2 separate regions of the Athene noctua genome follow, and region 2 is linked to region 1. The links are chromatin contacts, called in public Hi-C maps. All regions are on one chromosome and are shown on one strand. Each heading gives the region's core, a stretch centred on a gene start, on an enhancer-like site or on the middle of the called end of the contact. The rest is flanking DNA. Distances are from core to core; before and after follow the strand shown. Region 1 holds the start of GOT2 (glutamic-oxaloacetic transaminase 2). Region 2 holds the start of VAC14 (VAC14 component of PIKFYVE complex).

What was found. A called contact is a pair of places that touch in the nucleus more often than the background predicts.
Region 2: a Hi-C map of heart shows a contact between it and region 1, with 4 times the contacts expected there. The contact joins the promoter of VAC14 here to the promoter of GOT2 in region 1. A contact is called at or near these places in 2 of 2 Hi-C or Micro-C datasets (heart and liver).

What each region holds. Positions count from the first base shown.
Region 1 is chr9:5,871,283-5,876,048 of bAthNoc1.hap1.1, forward strand. It overlaps GOT2 (glutamic-oxaloacetic transaminase 2), which reads right to left and starts at 2,869. Exons shown (of 9, transcript XM_074913434.1): 1 at 2,745-2,869. The coding sequence starts at 2,809. CALB2 (calbindin 2) reads right to left here. Exons shown (of 10, transcript XM_074913550.1): 10 at 4,343-4,690. The coding sequence ends at 4,574.
Region 2 is chr9:6,063,982-6,068,747 of bAthNoc1.hap1.1, forward strand. It overlaps VAC14 (VAC14 component of PIKFYVE complex), which reads left to right and starts at 2,566. Exons shown (of 20, transcript XR_012634184.1): 1 at 2,566-2,711. HYDIN (HYDIN axonemal central pair apparatus protein) reads left to right here. Exons shown (of 56, transcript XM_074913662.1): 50 at 304-376; 51 at 379-539; 52 at 1,141-1,278; 53 at 1,280-1,380; 54 at 1,838-2,026; 55 at 2,028-2,140; 56 at 2,143-2,276. The coding sequence ends at 2,276.

The DNA of each region.
Region 1 (4,766 bases), core at 1,619-4,118:
CTATCGGCTTAAGGCAGCAAAGGGACTGATTTTAGGACTGATCTTCTGGTTCTCAGCCTGAAGGTTTTGAAGTGAAGTCCACAGACTCCTCTGCCATTTCCCAGGACATGAGCTTTCAGAGACAGAAGAAAAAAGTCCAGGCACACACCAGGATACCCAAGAGATCACAGAGGCAAAGCTTTCTAGACAGGGGTTTGAGAAAAGAGATCTACTGGGGATCTGAGGCCACAAGTCCTAGCACACTGCTGCTCTATGTTAATGTTGTCTCTGCACTACGTTATATTTTGAGCAATTAAAAGAGCATTGGTCATGAATAAAGGTCAAAGTTATAAACTGCACATCCTCTTTGCCAGGCTGGAAATATTTCAGTGTGGAAAACTAAACAAAGGTAAGTTTAAGTTGGGGTTGAACTACCTGAGGGGTACCTGATGTAAGCCAAAGAAAACATGTTTTCCAGCTATGGGACTTGAACAGAGGCGGCTTGAGTTGGAGTTTAGATGCTGAGCAGACCTGGTGTTCAAGTAATCTCTGTACTTTTCAGACAGGCTGGTCTTCTGAGCTTAACGTAAGAGCAGTGTGACAAATGGGAGAGAGAAAGAGAGTAGAAAAATGCACCAGAACTGTGTAAACCAGCAACACCCTTTAAAAATGTATGTGGAACTCACAGCCCAAGCTGCAGAGACCTAAGAGAGTGCTTATGGACTCAAGCCAAGCCCAGAAAGCAAGTTTTCCTCTTGGTAAGCAAGCATTTACAAGTCCAGTGAAGGTTTCCATTGTGAAGAGGCCAATTCATGTTCCCTGAGGTACAGCCACATAAGATACTGGATTTCAAAACCTCTGCCAAAGCCCCTGCAGCAGTTCTGCAAGCAGGAGCAGAGCAGAGGGGCCAAAGGTGATGCTGTCTGGATACCACAGCTAAAGCAAATATTTACACAAGAACAATGCCAACAGGCTGCTCTAGCTACTACTGTCCTTTCAAGCCTAAAATTTCATTGCCCCAGTCAGCTGCTGCAAGCTTCCCACCAAGCAAAGCATTTAAAATAGCTATCTCCTTATGCATCAGAGCAGCAGACTGAGTTATCACCTTAATTAGCATTTGTGTGTCAAGGGAGCCATTTTAATCAATTCATATCTCTGCATCTCTGTCCTGATCTCACAAAGACCATTCTCAGCACAGAGCAATGGTAACTGCTCCAAGCACCAGGCAAAGTTGCTGAAGATAAAGAAACAAAAACTGCTAATCACTGTTTGGCATCCCCTGTCAGGGGATAAAGAGCCACTCTTTGGGCACAACAGGGGCTGTGCACAAAGGCTCTTTATAAAAGGGACAACCTGCATCTCTTTTAGGTGACCTTAATTCAATTTGGTAATTTATAGTTTGCTGTGTAACAAGCTTAAGAAAAGCAAAGCTATTGGCAGTGGGCTTGCAGACCTTTCAGAGGCTCACTACAGTCCAAGTGCAGAAAGCACAAGTTCTAGATAGCTGTTCCCCAGCATGTGCTGAGAAGAGCCAGCAGGCTACCTCAGAAGCAGCAAAGGCTGGGAGCATTCCCCTCACAGGGCAGCGAGGGGCCATGTTTTACAGAACAGGGTTAATCAATATCTAATTGCCTCCTCTATCTGCTGGGATGGGAAAATAAAACCCTACTGCTTTCCTGCTCTGACAAGGACTGGGAACTGTTCCTTAAAGCTTCCTGAGCCAATATGGGTCAGGAGTCAACAGGCTCTGGAGAGCAGCAAGGCCTTGCCCAGACCCCTCAGCACACTCTGCTCCTTGGCCTGCTGATCATGGTGGTGTTCCCTGCCAGTGCCCGATGTCTCTCGGGTCAGCTGTACTTCGTGGAGCTGTTCTGGGGCTCCAGCTGCACCCTGTGTCCTTCCACCCATCCCTCTGCTGGCTTCAGTGACAGCGGAGCCCAGAGCTGCCAGTGCAGAAGCGATCCCCCCAGAAACACCCTCGCTCCCACCCATCCGGCTCACGCCAGGTTTTGCACACCTGAAGGCAGGGCTCTGGCGCAGGCAGTGCTGCACACCGGCAGCCCCATTTCACCGTGCAGGGCTCCCTCCACTCCCACTACACGGTGCACGCCAGGCAGTAGCACCCCAGCCCCATTTCACAGTGCGTGGGGTCCCCTTGGCTGCATCGCTCCACGCACCCCAACAGCAGCGCCCCTGCCCCGTTTCACAGCACGTGGGGCCCTTCATGCCCTGTTGCACAGCGCACCCCTCAGCAGCACCGCGGTCCCAATTCTTGGTGCAGAGGGTCCCCCCAACCCCACTGCATCCCTCCAGCAGCACCCCAGCCCCATTTCTCGGTGCAGAGGGTCTCCACGGCCCCGCTGGACCCCGGCCCCGATGCTGGCCGCGGAGGGCGCCCCCGGCCCCGATGCGCGCACACACGCGCGCGCCCTCCACGGCGGCTCCTCAAGGACAGGCCGGGGGGCGCCGGGCCCGGCCGCGGCCAATCAGAGCGTGAGGAGGCGCCGCGCGCCCCCCGACTCGCTGCGCGCCCCAGCCAATCCGCGCGCCGTCCCCCCGGCAACCCCCTGCCCCACCGCGACGTCACCGGCGGCGTCTACAGGCTCCGCGGAGGGACACGCTTCCGCACGGCACCCCCCCCCCCCCCCCCCCCGCCAGCCTCACAGGTGCGCCCGGCCCCGGGCCCGGCGGCAGGAAGGCCCTTCCGCCGGCACCGGCGGGCGGTAAGGGCGGCCGCGGGGGCTGAGCCGCCCCTCAGCCCTCACCTGGCGCGGGCGGCGGCGGCGAGGCGCGGGGCGGTGAGGAGCCAGCGGGTGTGCAGCAGAGCCATGGCGGCGGCGGGCGGGCTGGCGAGCGGACACCTCACGTAGCGGCCGCCGGCCTCGCGCCCCGCCCCGCGCATGCGCCGGGCCGCGTCGACACCCGCCCCCTGGCGGCCGGGAGGCCTCGCTGCAACCGCGCTGCCCGCCCGCTCCTGCGATGTATTGGGCTGTGCTGGGCTGTGCTGGGCAGTACTGGGCTGTGCTGGGCTGTGCTGGGTGGGATACCAAGGGGTCGACTGGGGTGCGGTGAGCCGCACTGGGCTGTTACTGGGCTATCTTGTACCAGGTTGTACTGGACCATGCTGGGACACAGAGGACTGTACCGCACCACAGTAGGCTGTACAGCGCTGTACTGGGCTGTGCTTCACTGTGTAGGACTCTACAGCACTGTATGGGGCCATACAGGTCTGTACAGGGTGGTGTTGGGTCACACTGCCTGTACCAGGCTATACAGGACTGTAATGGACCATACTGGGCTGTACTTGGCCATGAAGTATTGGGCCATACTGGATTGTATGTGGCTGTACTTGGCCATATAAGACTGCGCTGTTCCATACTGGCCTGTACTGAGCCATATAGGGCTGTACAGGGCACGGGGCTGTACTGGGCTGTACTTAGCTGCATAGGACTGTACAGCACCATGTGGAGTGACAGGGAGTGGTATTGGACCACACTGGTCTATACTGAACCGTGCAGGGCTGTATTGAGTGATACTGGGCTCTTTCAGGCTGCACTTGACTGTATAGGACTGCAGTGCACCCCACTGGGCTGTACAGGGCCATACAGGACTGTACTGTGCCATACTGGGCTGTACATGGCCATAAAGAACTGCACTGCACCATACCGGGCTGTATAGGGCTGAACTGGGCCATACTGGGCAGTAGAGGGGCTGCCCCTCCCTCACCCCTGCCAGCACCGCACTCGCCCCACGGCCACAGCCCCTACTCGCCCACACTTGCACCCTGCTCCCACTGATGCTGCTGACACCCATGGGGTCTCAGCCTGGAGGCCAGCACCTCCCGCACCTCCCCAGCACCCACCACCACCGGGATAGGTGGCACTGGGACTCCACCAGCATTGCCACCTTGGGACTTGTTTCTTAAACTGGGCAGGAGATGACACACAACCCTTGGGATACCCCTGCCTGGCTGGGAGGGGGAACTGGGAGTTGCTGGGCAGTGTGCTGTCCCGGATGTCACCGAGCTGGGGACATCAGTGTCCCCATCCTGCCTGCACTCTGCACCCCAGGGGATTTTGCAACATTTCTCCCCGCCCCCCCCCCCCCCCCCCCCAATCTATAGAGGCTTTCCAAAAGCTCCAGCCGTCTTCCCTACCCGGCAACTGTGTCCCAGTGGGGCTGGGGTGGGGGGGTCTCACCTCTCCCTGCCCCACCGTGGGACAAGGAAAGAGGGGCTTGGGTCTAGCAGTACTTGAATTTATTTGTAAACTGTTCTTTGGTAAATGATAAAAACTCAGGAAGAGACCAAATGAACAAAAATGACACACACACACCCCACCCCCCCCACCCTCCCCCAAAGAAAATTAAACCAACCAGGCGGATGGGGTAAAAAAAAAAAAAAAAGAGTTTTCCCCCAAGGTGGGATTTTAATGACCTACAACAAACCCAATAGTTGCTGAGGGAGTGTTGGCAGGGGGCACAGGGGGTGTGTGTGGGGGGGGCCCTCTTCCCCCCGTGCCCCCTGCCGGCACTGCAGTGGTGGGTGCTCCCCATTGCACTTGTTTTCAGGGAGGAGGAGGAGTGGGGAGGGGTCCTACATGGGGGGCTCGTTGCAGAGCACGATCTCCAGCTCCTTGCGGTAGAGTTTGCCCCCGTCGGAGAGGTTCATGATGCTCTTCCTGTAGTTGGTGAGCTGCTGGATGCTCATCTCCTGCAAGGAATGGAGGCGTGACAGGAGTGTGCACCCTGTTTCTCCCTGGGGGGCACCCCCAGGTTGGGGGACACCC
Region 2 (4,766 bases), core at 1,316-3,815, 190 kb after region 1:
AGCTAAGCTACATCTTTCATTAATGAGCATACATATTTTGCCAATGACTACACACTAAGTTAGCAGCTTCAGCTCGGGGCCTGTTGTTCAGGCTTCAATACTTCCAACACTTTAGCACTTCTTACATCAAAATAGGTGTTTTTTTATAACCTAGTATAATACCTACTAGCACAATGGTTATCAGCTATAAAATATACAGGATTCATCTATAGGTCAACTCTGGGTTGGGTCTGTTGTCCAAGACTTAACACTTCAGTGGTATATTTTTATGTGCAGAATGAGCTCCTTTTTTCTCTGATTCAGGTGACCTTCCTCAACAAGGTGACCAATGAGTACTTGTTCTACATGGTGGCTCCCTAGGCCACCACTTCAGGACCCTCAGCATGGTTGAAGTGGCCGCTGCTGTTCGGCAGAGAGTGTCTGCCACCATCAGGGTGGACAACCCTCCGCCTGTGCCGCTGATGTTTGCTGTAGGTCGCAAAGTGCCCCACATCAGTGTTCCCCCACAGTTCACTGTTCCTGCGCAGTCAGAGGGAGGAGCAAAGCTCATGCAGCGTGCTCTCCTCTCCTGCAGCCTTTCTGGGAGTGGGTAGTCCTGAGGGGTGATGCCCTGCATGAACCATCTGGGGCTTCTTCCCAGGGGTGACGGCTCCCACCCACTAATAATATGGAGGGGAAGCAGCATAGAGAATATTCCTAGCGGGGGTCTGCCATGCCACTCCTTGTGAGATGCTCCCACCAGGCCTCATGGGGCGGGCGGGTCCTTGCGCCTCAGGCTCTGTATTTAGGGTGGGTATTTTCAGTTTAGAGTGGCTGCAGGGCATGCCTTACCCCCCTGGCATGGTGTCTTCAGCCTGGATCCATAGGTGTTTTGTGCCCTGGGGGAGTAGAGGGGATTTTAAGGTGGAAAGCTTCTGGGATAGTTCTGGAGGGCTCCCAGCTATTGGGGAAAGTTCCCCAAGTGAACTGTCCCCCAGATGCAGCAAGGCCCTGCCCCAGAGAGAGGGAGCTGGAGTGAGGGAGAGTGCTGGGCTGCCTTCCAGCATTGCTGGAGCACAACAGGGACCGATTACCCCCATTGCAGGTCCTGCCTTCCCCATCTCTGCCTGACCCAGTGGCTTTTCCTTTTGTTCCTCCCAGGCTGATCTTATCTTTGAGTACCAGTCCCTGAAAGTGGGTGAGAGTACCGGGTGCCTGGTACTCTGGAGCAGCAACTTGGGCTCTTTCTCCTACAATCTGCATCTGAATGCCACCCTGAGCAGGCTGGAGAAGCCCCAACTACTTCTGCACCACACTGTGCTCTAGTCAGACCATCACCACCAAACTAATGTTATCATTTAATGCCCAGCAGAAGACCGACTACCTCCTCCAGGTGACCCTGCCTGCCCTGGGCTCTTGCTAGGAGGCAGCTCATCTGGCCAGCGTCAGCCCACTCTGTGAAGCGACCCTGCCCCTCTAGCTTAGCCTGGCAGAGCTGGGGTGGCCATGTGAGCCTGCAGGTCTCCCCACCAATGCTGGGCTTGTCCCCAGCTGGCCTGTCTTCACTTGCAGATGCTCCCTGCTCTTGCAGGTCCCATGGTGCCTGGACTTATGCAGTCAGAGCTGGGGTTTAAGGTCTCCTAGAGCTTGAGTGCAGAGTTGTCCCCGCTGGTCACGTTTGGACAGCCCTGATGGCCATTCCTCACAGGCATGGGGTGGTGGGGACAGGTGCAGCGGTGACAGGCAAGGGACAGGGACCCTGGCCAACATGACGGTGGGGACCCTCGGTTTCTTCCCGAGGTGCTGGCTCTGCTTTTGTGACCTGCACCCACCATGGTATCTTCTCTCCCCTGTGCAGACCCAACTGCGCCGACTTACTGACAGAGAAAACCATCGGCATAGCTTCCTCCAGCCTGGGAGGCTCGGAGGTGAGCATGGAGGTGCCCTTCAAGCCCTGCCAGATGGGCGAAGCCAGGGCCACACTGCAGCTCTCCTCCCTGCTTGGGGGGGGGGAATACAGCATCCCCCTCTTCAGCCTTACCCTCCCAGAGCCCATTTCCCATCCAGACTGGTGGCACTGCCTCCACCTCCTTCAAGAACATCTTCCTGCAGCCCATGGCCTTCCAGTGCCAGGTGGAGCACTCAGCCTTCACCCTCAGGGCCCCCGAACCACCTCCCTCTCTGTCTCCTTGGAGGGTGGCGCAGCCCCCATCACCAGCAAGATGGTGGTCTCCTGCCCTAGGGCGGGGGGTGTCTCCTGGGTCTACAACCTGCGGGGCCTCCCGGCTCACCAGTGACCCGCGTGCCCCTGGGAGCCCCTCGGGGTGCCCGGGTGCAGCAGCCTCTCACCGTGGGTGTCGGGGCGTTACCTGCGGGGCACAGTCACCGCTGCAGCGGTCGCTTTGGCCTAAACCCCTTCCCTTTGCACTGAACCCGTCGCGTGTGTAATAAACGAGCTCGTTTTGCCCTAAGCCCAGCGGGGCCGGTGGCGCCAGGGCTGAGGCGGCAGGAGGCGGCCTCCGCGCCGCGCGGGGGCGCGCTGCAGCGTGGCGGAGGGGTCACGTGGGCGGGCCGGCCGGCCGGGGTCACGTGGCCGCCGGTGGCGGCGGGGCCGGGACCGGGGGGACCATGAACGCCGAGCGGGACTTGGCGCCGCTGGCGCCCAGCGTGGTGCGGGCGCTGAACGATAAGCTCTACGAGAAGAGGAAGGTGGCGGCCCTCGAGATCGAGAAGTGAGCGGCGCGGAGGGGCGGGGGTTGCCGGGAACCGCCGGGAACCGGGAGGGCAACGGGGGCGGTGCCGCTCCGGGCTGTCCCAGCGCCGGCCGCGGGGCCAGGAGGGGATGAAGGCCGGCCCGGCGCCCCGGGGAGGGCCTGGGAGAGGGGTTGGGGATGGTGCTGGGGCCACCTGCGGCCGCGGGGTGGCGGGAGCCGGCCCGTGATGCTCGGGTGGGTCCCGCCGTGCCCGGTGGAGCTGGCCGCGGGAGGAGATCGGCCCGGCTCGGCTCCCCGGTGGGAGCTGGGGGCTTCGGGGGAAGGGGTCACCGCCGGGGGTCCGGGGCACCGGGGAGGCTGCAGGGCCGGGAGCCCAGGGAGGGGACTCGGGTTGCGCGGTGACCCTGGCAGGGGGCAGTGCCCGGGCAGGAGGGGCTGTGCCCCGGCGCGGCTCCGTGTCTCCCATCCCTGTGTCACCACTCGCTGAAGTTTCTCTCCGAGCCCGTCAGAGCTTGGGCACCCGCGGGGACCCGCCGGTTCGGGGCGCGTGTCCCGGGGCGGGAGTCGTGCCGGTGAGCCCCTGGGTCTGGCGGTGGGTGCCACCGCCCAACACCCCGCGGAGGAAACGCCTGAGTAACGGGACTTTAGACACTCCTTGGAGGCGCGGCGCTTGTTGGAGGTGCGGTGCTCGCTCTCCTGCCGCGCTCCTGGAGGTGGCTGGCTCTGTGACCACGGCTGGGGGACCCGAGGGTCTCACCGGGCAGCGGGCAGGAGCCGCAGTGGGGGCAGCAGGCTGGTGCTGGGGCGGCCGTGCCGGTCGTCCAGGGCCCGTCAGGGATCAGCCTGGGTTCATCACCTCGTGGTGCCATCCTGCCTCTCCCCTGAGGTCTAGCCCGAGCTCATCCCACGCTCTGTGACAGCTGCAGGGCTGCGAAGCGCCTGCTGGCACCTACAGCTCTTGGGTGTTGCCTTTAGTTTTGCTGTACCGCTGCTGTTTGAGCAGAGTTTGGGCCTTCCTTTCGGAGCGTCCTAAGCAAAGGTCTGCGGGTGTCTGCTGGCATGGCTGTGCCCCCTCTACGTGCTGCCCGTCCACGTTCCCTGTGCATCTTGTTGCTCTTGCTGTGCTGGTCGGGGTGCTTTGAGCCACTCTGCTCCGCAGCTTTGCCTAGGAAGCAGTGTCCTCCCTGGGCACTGCCCGAGAGCTCAGCTCATGGAGGAGATCCCTAGCATCTCCTCAGGGGACAGCTCAGCACAGGGCTGGGAGCAACGATCCAAGCTGGAGGGTGAGGCCTGGGTGGGAGAGGCAGCTCTGGTGAGCCTGTGAGGGGAGCAGCCAGTGATGTGGGGATGGAGTCACTCTGCTGAGGGTTCACGGGAGACGTGGGAGCGATGTGGAGTGAGGGCCATGTGCCTTGAATGTGGAGGCTCCTGCGTGGGAGGTGAGCAGCAGAGAAAATGGCTCTTGGGATGGGGTGAGTGTTTGTTCAGGTACAAACCCAACTCAGCCAGCCCCTTCTTCTGTTCTGTGTGTTCCCCTTTACCTCATTTTCTCTCTTCTTTATAGGAATGGTTACTTCAGGGTGGGTTGTGGCAGATGTGTTGCACAGTCCTCATAAATTCACCCTCAGAAATACTTCAGTAACTGCCCCTGGGCTGCTGCTGGGAGGGGTGATCCTCCTTACCCAAGCAGCTCTGCTTTGACTTATTCTGCCCCAGGATTCAGGTTCCATGGTTGGTTTATACCAACCAAAGGCTGATTTGGGGTCAGGCAGTTTAGGGGGTTGAGGTGGAAACCCTGTGTGGGTATGAGGAGGAGGAAGGCAAGGTCCAACCCTTTCTGCAGGTACACAGGTTTAGGTCAGCTAAAAGCCATCATCTTGCATGTCTCTGGCATCAAGCAAGAGGGACTTGCTGCCTCTCAGCTCAGGTACCTCCTTGTCCTCTGGCCAGTAACGTGGGAGCAGGTCCTGCTGCTTGCAAACTCTCTGGTGCTGAGCATTACTTTTCACTGCCTTTTGCCCCATTTGTTAAATCTTGAGCTCTTGAAACTCTTAAGACAGTCTGTAAAGCTAT